4 separate regions of the Mus musculus genome follow, and all the other regions are linked to region 3. Evidence: chromatin contacts called from public Hi-C data. All regions are on one chromosome and are shown on one strand. Each heading gives the region's core, a stretch centred on a gene start, on an enhancer-like site or on the middle of the called end of the contact. The rest is flanking DNA. Distances are from core to core; before and after follow the strand shown. Region 1 has its middle 18 kb from the start of Gm39602. Region 2 has its middle 55 kb from the start of 4933406G16Rik. Region 3 has its middle 200 kb from the start of Gm39601. Region 4 overlaps Gm39602 (a long non-coding RNA gene).

Region 1 (3,982 bases), core at 35-2,534, 340 kb before region 3:
TTATTGTGTGTATTCTGCATGTCCCTCCCTGAGATAAGCTGGCAGGGATGGGGGTGGGTGGGGGTGAGGGAGGAGAGCTGTGCTGTGGTCCCCGCCCTCACTGAACAGGGAGGAAATCAAACATCTTACTTCGTAACCAGACTATAAAATTATGAGAGGTGTTTATATGTGTTCTGAACAAAAACTGTAAGGGATTATGAAGTTCAAGACACATAAGGAAGGAACATGCCCCTTTCTGCGGGGTCCTCTGAGGGGCCTGTTTGGAGGATCTAACCTCTGAGCAGGCAGTTAAAGGACAGAAAACTTGCTGAAGGTTATAGAGATAATCAGGCAGAATTGAGATTCAAACTCAGGCCCGCCAGAGCCTATTCAGGTTCTATTCGAGTTGTCCCACTATACACATTTGAAACAACACTGAATCCAACCTTGGACTCTCTGCCACTTGCTACGATCTCCCCTGGGGTTATGGACTGAGAGCGGGTGTGAATTGGTGGCGGTGAGCCTGCAGCTTCCCTGTGGTGTGCACATCCCTCCTATTTTCTTCAAGGTTCTGTCTGGACTGCACTGGGGCACTGGCTGTATGGTGTCCACCGTTTCTTCTAATTGGGGAAGAAGCCAATTCCAAATACCTGGGAGAAGTTAAGTAAGGAGCTGAGGCCAGAGCTCAGAAACCTCTCCTACCTAGCCCTGTCCAGCCTCCCTCTCACCACTCTGCTCTGCTCCGTGCTGCCTGCTTCAGTCTAATGCTGTCTTGGAGAATGGCAGTCTGCCCTCAGAACTCCCTGACCTACACAGGGAGCCTTGGGAGGGTTGTTGGACTCCGCCCAGAACATTCCCATGTGTTTCCACCCGGTTGCTGTGCTCTTGGTGAGGTACCCTGCTGGACATGGCCACCCAGAGCTGAAATTTCAGCCAGGCACAGGGATGGGGATGGCCTAGTGTAGAAGCAGAAGCAAGAGATGTGTTGTTTCCCCCCTCTGTCTGCTGGTAGAAGGGCAGGGATTAGAGGTGTTGATGACTCTTTAAAAGTTCCACTGTACCCACTCCAAACCCCAGCCTGAGTGCAAAGGAAACTGCTTTCTTCTGCCTGAATTTTTGCCATCAAGCAGCGTTGCCTCTGCCTCAGTGCTCTCGATGAAATGCAGACCTTCTGGGGAGAAGGCGAGCTACAAAGTGCCGGCCACCTTGGCGTGAAGGAGGTTATTGTATCTTAAGTAGAGGAAAATAGGGATAGCAGCTTCCTTTGGTTCCAATTCTTCAGCATCCCCTTTGCAAAAAGCAACAGTACGTTATAGACACTAGGGGGCGCAAGTAGGCCAACAATGGCGCCTGTTACTTTTTACAGCTCTGAGAAACAAAGTTGGCATTATCGCTGTTTTCTTTTTCTTAAGAATCGGAGTTCTCTGAGATGGTATGAGTGAAAGCATTGGCTGCTTTGCTTCCCAGGACGTCCGTAGCCCTCAGAAAATGCAATGAAGAAATATTCAGAATGAAACATGGAAAGCGGATGGATACCCAAGAGATTTCATCAACGGTCTTCGGCACTGCTCTTGGCTGTTTTTAGTATGACAGTTTGTTAAACGTTTCTGAGAGCTAAAGTTCAAATGGGAACAGTGGAAAGGAACTGATTTGTCAAAATGCCTAGCAGTGCCCCTAATGTCACCAAAGTGGGGATGCAAATGTGCATATTTCTGAGTATAGAGAGTAAGCCCACTTGAAGAAAGGAGAAAAAGAAGTCTCCCTCACAGCCAAACACATATCTTACGTACCGTTCAGATGGCTGTTCTTACTGAATAAATCTTACTTAGCAACCTTCCACCAGAGCAAATAATAAATCACTCCCCAAAGCTCCAGGCATCGGGTTCTATCTGGGCAGTAAAACTCTGCAAATGCCCTGACAGCGTTTTGTGAAATCATAATTGCTTAGGGAAAGTGATTCTGGATATCTTAAAACGTACAGAATTAAAGCGAAGCTGTTCCTTTGAGGAAAATTACCCTAATGCTGCGTGCAGTATTCTTTATGTGAATCCTAGATTATAATCCACAGATCCCCATCGTTTCTGGGAAGAGTATATAACCATGCCTAGGTTTTATAGTCACTCCTGTGACCATCGGGGCAGAGGTGCTTCGTTATTTGTATAGTTAGTTTTAAGTGTGTTTATTTATCAGCATTCTCTGGAGAGCCACACCTCAAAACATGTAGTATCTAGCTATCCTTAAAGAAGGGCTGAGTTCTGGGCCCCCAGTTCATGTGTTAAAGTCTTAACATCTCCCCCTGTACCTCAGAATGTGCTTGCTCTCCATGGCTTGATCAGCTTGTTTTCTTATGGCACCCAGGATCACCAGCCAGGGGAGGCACCACCCACAATAGACCGGGCCCATTCTCATCAGTCACTAATAAAGAAAACACCCTACAGATTTGCCTACAGGCCAATCTTATGGAAGCATTTTCTCAGTTGGAGTCTTTCTTCTCAAATGACTCTAGCTTGTGTCAAGGTGACATAAAACTAGCCAGTACGGGACAGGTCATTAGGATGGCCTTGGGTCCAAAGGGAATGGTGTCTTTATAAGAGGAAAATACCAGTCAGACATAGTGGGACTCTGTGAGGACACAGAGGGAGGTAGTGTTGTCTACAAAGGGAGTTCCAGGATACGCAGAGAAACCCTGTCTCGGAAAACAAAACAGAACAAGGCATGCTTCCGCATACTGAAGCAGAGCTCAGAGTTTGGACCATTTTAAGATGAGTAACTTTTTCTTGGTTATTCAAGGCAGGGTTTCACTGTGTAGCCCTGGCTGTCCCAGAACTCTGTAGACCAAGCTGGCCTCGAACTCACAGAGATCAGTCTGCCTCCATCTCCCGAATGCTGGAATTATTAGGTGTGTGTCACCACTACCCAGCTTACAACCAGTAATTTTAAAGTAGAATTATTCAAGACGAAGTCTTTATAGGAACTACCATTATTGGCCTATTACCCACCCCTATTTGCATTGCACATAAGCTTAGTGGGCTGTGCCTGAGGTGACTTGTCTGCATCAATTTCTCCTTCTTGGGAAGTGGGATGTTGCTAAGTGTGGTCCTTCCTGTCCTAGCCCAGCACATCACAGGCACTCACCTCCAAGCCTTACAGAGGTCAGCGAAGCCACCCGCATCTTTGTCTTGTTTTCACCCACCCAACAGCAGGGCATTGTTCCCCAGCTCAGTGATGGAAGGAGCCCTCATTGCCGCCTTACAAGCTGGAGAAGGTCCAACAGTGTTATATCAAATACCCCAGGGGTGGGTGTGGAGCTAAGTGCCTAACCACATGAAAGCGCCGGCCTCAGCTCTCATTTGAGGAGGTTTTCATGTAGTTTTAATCTGGCTGCCTTCTATCACCAGATTTACTCACTGGATAAGAACTTGAATGAGAAGTCAGGAGGTGGGGGTCAGGCCTAGTCTGAGTCATGGTCACCATCTGGAATCGTGGCTTCTTCCTGTAAATGGTAGGTGCCCTTGCGGTCTTCCTTACAGTGCTAACATCCTCTATGGTAATTGATATTTCAGGCCAGTGGGCAAGGGCTAGGCTTCAATGACTTTGTGAAACATTGCTGCCTTGGCCTGGCAGTCTGGTGCCTAGTGTCACCACCCAAGGCTTTTAAGAAAAGGTGTGTATGTGTGTATGTGTGTATGTGTGTGTGCATGTGTGTGTGTGTGCATGCATGTGTGTGCACACTTGTACATATGAAGGTGTATGTGTACATATGTGTGTGTATGTATGTATGTGTGTATGTGTGTATCTGTGTATCTGTGTGAGTGTATGCTCACATGTATAGGGATGCATGCCTGTGCACACACAGAAGTCAGCATGGGGTGTTGCAGTCCCTCAGAGCCGGAGTTGCTGTTAGCTGGGCTGCCCAGCTTGTTACCTGGGTGCTGAGATCTGAATTTGCTCCTCCTGACTGTGCAACAAACACTCATACCTGCTGAACGCCAGCTCCCCAAGA
Region 2 (3,777 bases), core at 368-2,867, 300 kb after region 3:
TGGCAGAACATCCACAATAGCAAACCCAGATGTCCACTGGTGGCTGTGTGGATAGACAGATGATAGCACATATATGCAAAGGAATTGGCTGAGTGAAATTCTCATTAATGCTCCAGTATAGCCTCAGATGCAATAGGACATGACTTTATTTCTATTAACTATAAAGTAGGTAACAAAACATAAGAGTCTTCAGCGTCTGGGAATAGATTAGTCTTTACATGGGATATGGGGAAGGACAAGTATGGTGAACTGCTTCATGGTATATAGTCTTCTTCTAGAGTCATGAAAAATTTTGGGGGATAAGATACAAGTTGTGGTTGCACAATACTTAAACTTTTAATCATTTTAAAATAAATAATCCCAGCAGTTAACGGTGGTGAATTCCGGCAGTTGATGATGGTACATATCTATAATTCCAGTGAGCAACAGGCCAATGCAGGATCAGAAAACAGACAAGCCAAATCAACCAAACAACCAAATTAGGGTCACCAGGGCTACAGCTAGTGGAGAGCTCACCTAATATCTTTGAAGCCCTGGGTTAAATTCTTAACATTACACAAAATGGATAATGTCATCAAAGTTTTGTTTCACTAAAAACATAATTTAGAATCAACATGAAAAGCCACTAGAGAGAGACAGACAAACAGACTGGGGGCAAGGAGAGAAAAGCAGCATCCGGGGGCGGAGGAGACACGGTCTCAGATCTCAGTGCATAGAGGCAAGAGTTGCTCTCTGATACCCTGGAGAGAGCCAGGTAGTGCCCACAGGACTTCCTCTCTAAGCCACCACCTCCTTGACACTGGTGGTCTTGAAAATGAGAGACACAGGGGCACACATACTAATAATTGCCTTATCCACCAGAGTCTACAGGACTGAGAAAAAGCACCAAGGTTGCAGACTATGGAGCCAAGAGCTGGGTTTTCTTCAATGTAATTTCAACATTGCTGTATTAAAACAATCTTTTTAAAAAGCAAACACATACCCCTAACACTCAGTTTCTGGTATTACAGTGCCCCACCACCCCTCTTCCAGCCTGGTTGCTATAGAAATAGTTCTATAAAGAACTAGGGACTGTAGAAATAGTTCTGCTTGGTAACATGTGCCTTAAGCAATACACAGGCATTTCTGGCTCCAGACCTCGAGGTTCACAACCATTTCCACAGCTGTGTCAGTGCCCAGCATGCTAAGGATGCCGGCTAGGCAGCCTTCCTACTGTTCAGAAAATTTCACTCCTGCGGCTTCTTGGCTGGTTTTGAAGAATCACTGTATGAGGTGAGTGAACTCCTTGGTGTGTTGGTATTTAAACTGTGGTCAGATGGTTAAAACTGAAATGAAAAGAGGGTTTAGTTCATAAAGGAAAGTCATGAACCATCGTCTTTTTTCTAGTCTTCCCTGGCAGGACACAAACACAGATCTGCTGCTTCCCACAATAAAGACGGAGGGCTGAGGACTGTTATAGTAAGGCTGCTGTATTGGGAAAAAACAAAACACAGTAAATGAGAAAGATGCTTAAGATAATGTGGTAACTTTGTTCCAAATAAACATTTGGGTCCTTTCTCTGGGAACCGGGGTTAAAGGGTTGTCAGGCCTTCTCTGGAGCTTTGGCTGACAGTGAACACATGTTCCCTCCCTCTAACTGACTTGCCAGCAGCCAGAGTGCCTCTTGCTTTCTGTAGAGGTTGTCAAAAATGATTTCAGTCTGGGGACGATGAATGATAAAAGAGATTTTCAAAGTTTTTCACTGTAGTACCCGAAGCCCCAGACAGGAAAGATTGTGTTACAATCTGGGTGCAAAGGGCTGTGCTTGCCTGGAAAAACACAGAGTCTCTGTCAACCTGCTTGATGCTTGCTGGTGTCCCAGGGATCTGGAGGACACGGGGCAATAGACTCAATTAAGTGGATGTTCCAGAAAAGTGAGGCGGGGCAGGCACAGCATGTGGAGGGGAACACCCCAAAGCCTCTCCAGCAGCTCTTTCTCCCCCCCCCCCCAACAGGCTACACTTCTGGTTCTGTTTTAGAGGCACTTTCAGGTCCAAGGGCAGGATAGACTTCAGAGCCACATGCAGCAGGAGCAGCATCAGTCATAGGCAAACAATTTCTCATTGACCGCTGTGCTGCATGTAGATTGTACCATTTCCAGGGCAGCACAGGGTTGAGGAATGTTGGCTCTATGTCTTCCCCCTACATTTATGGGCATCCCAAGCCATTCTAGGGGTTTATGGATAGAAAACTCTAAAAGTAAGTTAGACACAGCGGCACACACTTAGAAGCCCAGTATTTAGAAGGCTGAGATAAGAAATAAAATCAGAAGTTTAAGGTCATTCTCAGCTACACAGCGAGTTCAAGGCCAGCTACAATCTACTGAGATCCTGTAAAAAACAGAAAGCATGGCTGGAGGTAGGAGTAACAGAGGAGGAAAGGAGGGGAGAAGCCAGGTGTTGGAACACACCTTTATTTTAAGTAGAGGCAGGTGGATCTCTGAGTTCCCGGCCAGACTGCTCTACAGATCAAGTTAAGACAGCCAAGGCTACACAGAGAAACCCTATCTCTGAGGGGGGGGGGAAGGTGGGGAAGGGAAGGACAAAAAGAAAAGTCAACAGATTTAGTATACTTTTCCTGTGCAGAGAAAAATGAGGTTCACTGTTCTCTGACAGTCCCATTTTCTCAAGAGAGGGAGCAGAAGGGCCAGGCACTTCAGCTTGGGGGCTCCCCAGCTTCCCGCTTCATTATTTCATCCATTCACTTCTGGGAAGCATCCTAAGGAAAACTTAGATAATATCAGCTCAGTGATAAACCAAAGAGTAGGGCACAAAATTATACCCTTCGCTGTACACAGACCGAGGAGAATTCCTCGCAGGGTTACCTTGGCCAAAAGAAGAGCCCAGGAGCAATTTAGTTCACAAGACTGAAGTTTGATTTATCTTCAGCTTTTTAGGAACACATAACTGACATAAATCAAGATGCTGGGTAGAGTTTCCCATAAGAACTTTGTGTTACACTTCTAAGCTGAAAAAGAAACGCCCAGACAAATAGTTTCCTAGAACCTAAGGCTGAAAACATGTTTCCACAGAAGGTTTTTATTATTATCTTCTTAATGATATACATGGATGGACTTAAATCTCTTCCCTCTGCCTGCACAGCCAGATTCCATAATGTTTCCCAAGCAGACACTTGCATTGCTTTCTTGATTATTTCTGACAATGCTTAAAATATTTTCAGCTCAGAGTCTTAGCTCCATGGCAAACATGCCTGCCCCTACAGGAAGATGAAGCTGATAGGTGACAACTGTGTCCAGTAACCCCAAAACCAAGGTGAGGAGACTTGGGCAAGCTGAACTGGTGTTTGTGTCTGATTCTAATTTCTTTCCTAGCTATATAGTGTTATCACTCACAGTTCATCTGACTGTAAGAAGGAAGAAAGTGTGGCGAGCGAATGCCAGGCACTGCCCAACAGGTGTACAGGATGAGTGGGACATGTTTCAAACAATGACCCCAAACCCAATCCTTAGACAGACTGTTGTTTCTAGTGTTCACTGTCTAAACCAATGACATGTGTAGTAACTTGGTGAATATGACAGCTCCAGGGAAGGACAAACTTCCAACCACTAATGTCCTCTTTAAAGTCTGAGCTGATGATCCTATGCCAACATATTTGGCCAATGTCAGAGCATTTTAACTAAGTAGGCTCAATTGACTGTTTTCATCCAATTCTAGTTCATAATCCCTATTCAGGATAGAGTGTGCTGCAGCCTAATGAATGTGGTAATGGAATCCTTGT
Region 3 (3,775 bases), core at 120-2,619:
GCTTGATTCTTTTTGGAGGCCTCCTTTGATCTATTGCAATAATTTTTCTTCTCTGAAAAGAATCTGTAGTTACTTTGCTGCTCAGCTCTGGTTTTTCTGTGACACCAACAGGAGTGTGGAGGCTTTCTTTTTCTTCTCTGCCCATCCTGTCTTTGGGGTTTGCCTGGGATGCTAATTCTTGCCTGTATGGATGGATCCGAAGATCCCATCAAACATGGACCAGCCCCCAAACTGTCTTTTTCGTATTCTGCAATCTCACTTCCATACTAAGTTACCATAACTAAACTAGGATATGTGAAATTCTCTTTTGCCTTTAAATTTTTATTCCTTAATACTATTTCAAACACAGGGGACTGCCATTGTAACTTTTTACTTGGGAGTCCCATGCCTTTTGTATGTTAGCATTTGATTTCCATATAAAAAGGTTCAATTTTTTTTTATTTTGTTTTATGAACTTTCTGAAATGTTCTTGATGGTGATATAATACACCAGTAAGTAAATACTGACTTAGGGAGTGATTTTCTTTTGTCTAACTTCAGCATTCAGGGAAGAACACAGCCGCAGCCATCACTCTGTGGGGCTATGTGGTGTTAATGTAAGGTTTTGATTAGAGACTTTTCATCCCCCATTCTCCACTTATTTTATCAACTCTCAGAATTTTCACTAGTTCTGCAAAGGCATCCCAGGGGGAATCCACGCCATGTTTTAATGGCTCGGGGACAGACAGGATAATGCTACATATCTCTGGGTTTCTTTACATCCGGGCATTTACTCTGTATGCCTCAGGGTCCAGGTAAAATGTTGGCTTGGGTGGCTGATTTGAAACCTGAGCCTCCCACACATCTGCTGTGGACACTGACTGCGGCAGAGAAAGTGACTTCTCTTCAAGTTTTATTTGGGTCATAAAAATTCATGCTGTGTACCGCCTCTTTCGGAATCCGTTCCATTAAATGTGGCTAGGTCCAGAGTACACTCTGGAGGAAGCCAGGAAGGACATTAAAATGCTTAGTCTATGACACACTTCCTTATTTTTGTCATTTTGACATTTATGTGTTGTTTCATTAGGGATTTTTAAGAGAAGACCCCTTTTCGGCAAGAAGTTTTCCCCAGATCGCCATAAGAACCCACAGTTTATAATCAAACAGCTGTCTGGGTTGCATGTCAGCTGAGCCGGACCACCTGCTGGCGGTTAACCTCTGGAAGGTTATTATGAGACAATTGTTGTTGTTGTTTGTTTAAAAAGTTTCAGAGCTTAAGGAAAATATTAGTAATGAGTGACTTAACCTGTTCTGTTTACTGTTCCCCTCAGCTTGCAGATGGCGTTCGGAGGCCAGAGGGAGGATTCCACTAAAGCCAACACTATTTTGCACTTGTTTTGGAGACAAACCATAAAAATAGGCTTGGCAGCAAGGAGTCTGCCCCGGGAGGAGGAGCGGGCAGCATTGCAAAAGCCCTTTAAAAGGAAATAACCATTTGTGGTGACTGGATGCAAACGTACCATCTCAACGCAGCCCTTGGATTCCACACGTGGTCCATATTAAGCTGAGGTCTGGCAGAGCCGCCCACCTTCGGAGCATGTGTCTTTCAGCCATGGCATTCTGGAGTTTGCCATCTGTTTTCTTCACTTCCCTGCTCATCCCTCTCACCAATGGGGGAGACGGCTGAGAGAGTTCTCTCAGACAGCCGCTGGGGGATAATTTTCTAAGTCCTATAAAACCCAGTCTCTGCACATCTTTTTGTATGAACCGATTACAAGGTGACCTGCCTCTCTCCTCGGGTCTATGGGGTCTGAATGCCCTTTGCAGAGGCGGAAATGGCTTTTTTTGTGGTGCAATTAGGGACAGCCAAGGATAGCAGCTAGCAGGATGAGATATTCTGTGAGGGTCAGAAAACCCCATTTCACCCCTATTCTCAGTGTCTTGAAAAGTGACCAGCTTGTGGTGGGCACTCTCTAAATATAAGTGAATGAATACCAGCACCACTATCTCCTTCTGCTTCTCCTCCTCTCCCTGGTCCTCTTCTTTCTGCTGCTGCTTCTCCTCCCCTCCTTTATTGTCTGCTTACTTCCTTGTTTATCACTCAAGTAACACAGTGGTTAGGAAATGTGGTTGACTCTCAGCATTCACATCACAAAAGTGTCAAAATCTTTTCTGGCTGTGAATTACAGAACATTTAGGGTTGAATATTTGGGCAAAAGCCTGCAGCAGCTGACCTACAGAGCCAAAGAAAATGAAAGAGGGAAATATGACTTGGGTCTGAAGCAACAGAATGGGCCTAACTGTGTCGTTGGACAAGTTAATTCATCTCTCTGATTCTCTACTTCTTCTATTATACAGTGGAATAAGGTCAGGTTTCCTACAGGGATTTTTGTTGCCCTGTGAAAGTAAAGCCTGGTGCAGAAGAGAGGCCATGTTTACTACTGTTACTAATGGACTGTTGTTACCCCTCTGTACTGGCTACTTTTGTGTCAACTTGACACAGGCTGGAGTTATCACAGAGAAAGGAGCTTCAGTTGGGGAAATACCTCCATGAGATCCAACTGTAAGGCATTTTCTCAATTAGTGATCAAGGGGGAAAGGCCCCTTGTGGGTGGTGCCATCTCTGGGCTGGTAGTCTTGGTTCTATAAGAGAGCAGGCTGAGCAAGCCAGGGGAAGCAAGCCAGTAAAGAACATCCCTCCATGGCCTCTGCATCAGCTCATGCTTTCTGACCTGCTTGAGTTCCAGTCCTGCATCCTTTGGTGATCAACAGCAATGTGGAAAGTGTAAGCTGAATAAACCCTTTCCTCCCCAGCTTGCTTCTTGGTCATGATGTTTGTGAGGGAATAGAAATCCTGACTAAGACACCCTCTATGAATATAATTATAGCAATGTTATGGTCATTATATTACTTCTTTCTCACACTCACTGAGAAAATTCCCACCATCCACAGCATTTTGTGACAGAAACTGCACAGATTTGGCCAGTTCTGGTCTCTCCCCAGTAACTGAATAACTGAGAGCCAGTCGTTTGACTTCTGAACTTGGCTGTTCCCATGTTTGAAGTTAGAGAAACGATTTTGCTGATGATACCTGGTAGAGAAACTTTGGGTAAAATGAGCTTTTTACATCTGATTCCTTTGTAGAATATTTACTGGTTTTATCAACAAATAGTGCAAAGCTACTTGGTCCACTGTTAAATATTTAAGAGCTCATTGTTTGGTTCTGCTCATTTCACCTAAGCAAGTATTATGCAATTGCTCTGCCCAACCTTGAGCTAAATGCAGCTATACCTATAGTCAGGGGAGCTCTGAGTGTGGTTATGGAAACCGTCCCAAAACTGCACGCAGCTAACTCTGTGATGCTGAAGTTTCTGTATGCTAACTTTGTTCCATGTTCCATATTGATCTCTCAAGACAAAGATGGTAGAGACAGGTCAGAGAGAGAGAGAGAGAGAGAGAGAGAGAGAGAGAGAGAGAGAATAGTTCCTTGCACTTGCATTTGTAAAGGACTCTTTCATGCTTGGGTTGTGCTAGGGCCATCCTAGGAGAACTTGAGGTCAGGGCTTTCACTATTTCATATCTCGGCTCCTGCAAATGACAATGAACTTTGATCTTCTCTTATGAGCGTCCTAAGAGTCTTTTCCTCCACTATGGCGCCGTAGGTAGATTGCTGAGCAGGAGCTCCCACGTAGCTTCTAATGAGTGGATGGAGGGTGCCTTGAGGCCTTATCGTGCCCATGATACTCTCATTCTAGCTGTTAAATCAATGCTTATCTAAAAAAAATAAGTATTGAAAA
Region 4 (3,768 bases), core at 1,076-3,575, 310 kb before region 3:
TCTGGATTTTTTTGGGAGACTCATCTGAACTTCAGCTATGTTAAAACTTGCAATTGAAGGCTAACACACAGGAAAAGTAGCCTCTTTTGTACTCGCGCAGTGACTTTTAATAAACACAGAAGAACACAGCAACAAGAAATACAGACGGGCACCCAGGGGCCCTTCCTTGTCCTCCGCTTGAGCACAGAGAAGTTTACATTTTCTGTTTATAATTTATTTGAGTGTTCTCTGTATTAGAACTATTCCTTTTTGTCCACTGTCTGACTCACTCCGTGCAGATGGAGAGGGAGAAAGCTTGTCTGACCACTGGGAAACAAGAAACAGTGCCTGTAAAGTCCTGAGTGTGGCCTGAGACCCATGTCGGCTCTGCAGAGTCACCAGGCTCTGGTTAACATGGGACCCATTTGTATACACCACCTACTCAAATCTCAAATCACATTCCCTTTCTTACTTCTCACAATAAAAACCTGCTTTTATGGGCTGGAGAGATGGTTCAGCAGTTAAAAGCATTGTCTGCTCTTCCCAAGGACCCAGATTAGATTCCCAGGAGCCACGTGGTGGCTCAGGATTGTATGTAACTCTAGTTCCAGAAAATCCGATGTCTTTTGCCTCTGTGGGCACCAGTGTGAAAGTGGAACACAGATATACATGCAGACGAAACACCCATACACATAAAAGATTAAAGATATCTGCCTTTAGAACATTAGCTTGTGGCACGTGTCTCTCTAGTTCTTACTCTGGTTCTGTGAGCCATGTGGACTCTCTGTGCACAGTTATGGACACACACATGCCTGGGTTTGTATGTGGAAGTCGGAGAACAACTTTCCAGAGTCAGTTTTTCCCAATTAACCATGTGGGTCCCAGGGGTCAAACTCAAGTCATCAGACTTGGTGGCAAGTCCTTTTACCTGCTAAGCCATTTCACTGGCCCCTTATGGCAAAATACTGACTCAGAGGTGTTTAGGAGTGAACAGATAGCCCTCCCAGCCCTCCTGTCTTTCTGAAGGAATCTGTCCCAAGCCCTAGGTCTGCAGGCTTTTTCCTCCTCTCAGAAGTAGTTCAATTTCTCTCTTCAGAAGCCCTTCATCTCCCAGAACAGCTTTCATTACAGCAACATAAATAAAAAGTGACATAAAATTATATAGCCTTGTGTAAAGTAGTTTAAGGAAAATGTCTTTTACGGCAGCTTTTATGATTTCACCAATTAGTTATTAGACTTTCTCCATTTTTAATTTGCCATCCTCCAAGTGCATTTTCAACGTTTCTCCCCTCTCTCCTCTGAGTAGTGGTGTGAGGGCTGACGGGCCCCAGTGTAGGCTGGCTTTCTTGATGCATAGAGGCATTCCATTACAGCATGTTGCTAGATGCGGACAAAGCAAGGCCTGGGGGAGGGAAGCTGGTGCCCAGTTACTTTTAAGTGAAGAGTGTTGGTCTTGTGGCAAGCACTGCCCTGGGCCACCACTAAAGGTAGTAGCAGATAGACCACAGGGTCGCACGGCAGTGGCTGGACCTTAAGCTGATAAATCCTGAGTTTTTAGTGACTTTCCAAACATTCCCAGGAAGTGTGAATTGCAGAGATTTACTCCTGCCAAAATTTAATCGTGCAGAAAAAGTAAAATTTAGATCAGCGTATAGATTATTTTTAATGCGATTGCTCGACAGAAAAGGGCGAGGAAGGCAGAGTGGAGTCCTTAGAACGGGCGAGTCTAGACCATTGCAATTTGATTCATTTAGGGGAATTGTGTTCGGTTTGAGGCTTTGGCTTGGGCGAGGCTGTTCCTTCTGGGAGTGCATGATGTCATTGTGTCAAGCATGTCACAGCCAAGGCATTCTGGTATTTATGTTGGCCTCAGATCTAGCTCAGAGGACATGGCAGCCTCAATTTATTGCTACTTTAACTTTGTTTAGTCATGGAGAGGTTTTATTTATGTTGGTAAATTTCAAACAGTGGCCAACAGTGACCACACAATGAAAGGGCCTGCAAGATCCATCATCGGTAAATCACCTTGTTGCTGAGTTTCTTTAATTAAGGAAAAACTCTGTGTGTTGATCCCTGTGGTTGCTGGAAGGAACGTGGGGCGGGGAATTGCTTTGATTAATCCATCTATCAGCCTTGGAGGGTGAGTCTCCTGTTTCTGATTGTAGCTGGGCAAAGACCTAAATAAAAATTTATCTTGTCAAAACCTATGGTCTAACTGAAAGCAAATAAAAAAGTTTTATGACAGCCACATAAAGTTAAATAAATAGCTGGGAGGTGCACCGTGTCCTGCGGATGCTTCTCAGCAAAGCATGTGGCTGTTTCTGAGGGTGAGCTCAGCGAACTGAGAAATCACCTTTAATGGTCCCCTCGGTACTGTAACCAGCAACTGCTCTCTTTGTCTAACGTTCTAGGCTTTAGTCCCTGATTAAAACCAAAGGCTCGGCCTTGACACTGGGTGCTGTTTGAGCTACTCAGGGTAGAAGGCACAGTGTGTGCTATTCCAAGAAAAAATGAAATAACCAAGTTCTAGAGGAACTTTATATACACAGTGTCCTTAGATCACTTTCACCCTCAAGACCTCCCCCCATCTTTCAAGTGTGCTTATAAAGGGAGAAAACCTTGTCTTTTGCAACTGTGTGGGACCTTTTTTATTGATCTCTGGAAGGTGGTAGTTTTCACAGTGTGGGGGAGGGGAGCAGCAGTGAACTTTTTTTTTTTTTTTAAATGAAATCAGAGACTGGGACTTCGCCTCTGGTTGGACTCAACTCTCAGATATAGTTTTCCCTGTTCTGTAATAGTCTGGAAGAATATGCTGGGACAGAGGGCCTTTCCCACCAAGTATAGACTTCTCTCTCAGCATGGGATCACAGTGGAATACATTTTATTGCTAGTTAAAAAATATTTTTGAGTCAAATGAAAGACAGCAGTTGATGCTGAAGAAGGCTGCTCTTGATACAAGCATGGACTTAGGGTGAGTTGCTTTCCTTTTTAGGTTATGGAGAGGCTGTTCTCCTGGTCACGCTGTAGGAGCCTCTAACAGTGAAGGGCGATCTCTTGGCCCTGGATGTATTTGGCAACCAGTCCCTGTCTGTTTGATAGAATTACACCATAAGCGTGGGCTCGAGGAGTCAGATATGTTGAAGGGCTTGGAGTTGTAGGCACCCGTGTAGACAGTGCCTGTGTTGACAGAGTGAGGCTACGTGTGGATGTCAGCTGACAAATACACTGGCTGTTGCTTTCTTGTTACTGCGTCCTGCCTTTATTAAGGGAGTATGGCTACTGAGTAAGTGACTCAGGCCAGTAGGCATGGTGGTGATGTGTAACTGGGAAGTCTGCTCTATCAGAGTCTAGTTAGGAGATCGTGGAAAAGCGTGATAGGGGTGGGAGTGAGGGTGTGGGTGGGGCACTCTCACTTAACTAACTGGGTCAGTGTCCCTGAGCTGGAGGCTTGAGTTCCTTTAGAGGCAGGTACAGGGCAACACAAAGACCTGCCTTGTCCGGAGGAGGATTCTCAACTTTTTAAAGATTTATTTTATTAAAAAAAGTGTTTGTGTGTGGTGTGGTGTGTGTGTGTGTGTGTGTGTGTGTGTCTGTAGGTACTTGAGGAGGCTAGGAGAAGGCATTGGATCCCCTAGAGCTAGATTACTGGTGGTTGTGAGTCATCCTACATGGGTGCTGGGTGTTATAGTTATAAAACGATAAAGAACTCTAAAATGTTCTATGGGAGTGTGCTGAGGTATGGGGGAAGGGGGTCCCTCGGTGGGCCCATGTCAAGGCATCTCTTCCCCC

What was found. Hi-C and Micro-C count contacts between places; a contact is called where the count stands out from the background.
Region 1: a Hi-C map of uterus shows a contact between it and region 3, with 5 times the contacts expected there. The contact joins two enhancer-like sites. A contact is called at or near these places in 9 of 484 Hi-C or Micro-C datasets (embryonic fibroblasts, embryonic stem cells, myocytes and 3 more), 2 of 115 datasets of contacts at active chromatin or transcription factors (craniofacial prominence and embryonic stem cells) and 1 of 9 other capture datasets (embryonic stem cells).
Region 2: a Hi-C map of uterus shows a contact between it and region 3. The contact joins two enhancer-like sites. A contact is called at or near these places in 3 of 484 Hi-C or Micro-C datasets (hematopoietic stem cells and uterus).
Region 4: a contact with region 3 is called in a Hi-C map of uterus, with 7 times the contacts expected there. The contact joins two enhancer-like sites. A contact is called at or near these places in 5 of 484 Hi-C or Micro-C datasets (all in uterus) and 1 of 9 other capture datasets (embryonic stem cells).

What each region holds. Positions count from the first base shown.
Region 1 is chr11:19,758,578-19,762,559 of GRCm38.p6, reverse strand. No RefSeq gene overlaps it. Among named protein-coding and RNA genes, the nearest start is that of Gm39602, 18 kb to the right of the region's middle. Within about 2 kb of position 1,284, at least 34 of the 459 cell types and tissues checked have an H3K27ac peak or open chromatin away from gene starts, as enhancers often do. A contact at or near this core is called in nephron progenitors and uterus, where this site is marked.
Region 2 is chr11:19,118,466-19,122,242 of GRCm38.p6, reverse strand. No RefSeq gene overlaps it. Among named protein-coding and RNA genes, the nearest start is that of 4933406G16Rik, 55 kb to the right of the region's middle. Within about 2 kb of position 1,617, at least 17 of the 459 cell types and tissues checked have an H3K27ac peak or open chromatin away from gene starts, as enhancers often do. A contact at or near this core is called in uterus, where this site is marked.
Region 3 is chr11:19,421,750-19,425,524 of GRCm38.p6, reverse strand. No RefSeq gene overlaps it. Among named protein-coding and RNA genes, the nearest start is that of Gm39601, 200 kb to the left of the region's middle. Within about 2 kb of position 1,369, at least 41 of the 459 cell types and tissues checked have an H3K27ac peak or open chromatin away from gene starts, as enhancers often do. A contact at or near this core is called in nephron progenitors and uterus, where this site is marked.
Region 4 is chr11:19,735,633-19,739,400 of GRCm38.p6, reverse strand. The region is part of intron 1 of Gm39602 (a long non-coding RNA gene); the gene reads left to right. Among named protein-coding and RNA genes, the nearest start is that of Gm39602, 5.2 kb to the left of the region's middle. Within about 2 kb of position 2,325, at least 35 of the 459 cell types and tissues checked have an H3K27ac peak or open chromatin away from gene starts, as enhancers often do. A contact at or near this core is called in uterus, where this site is marked.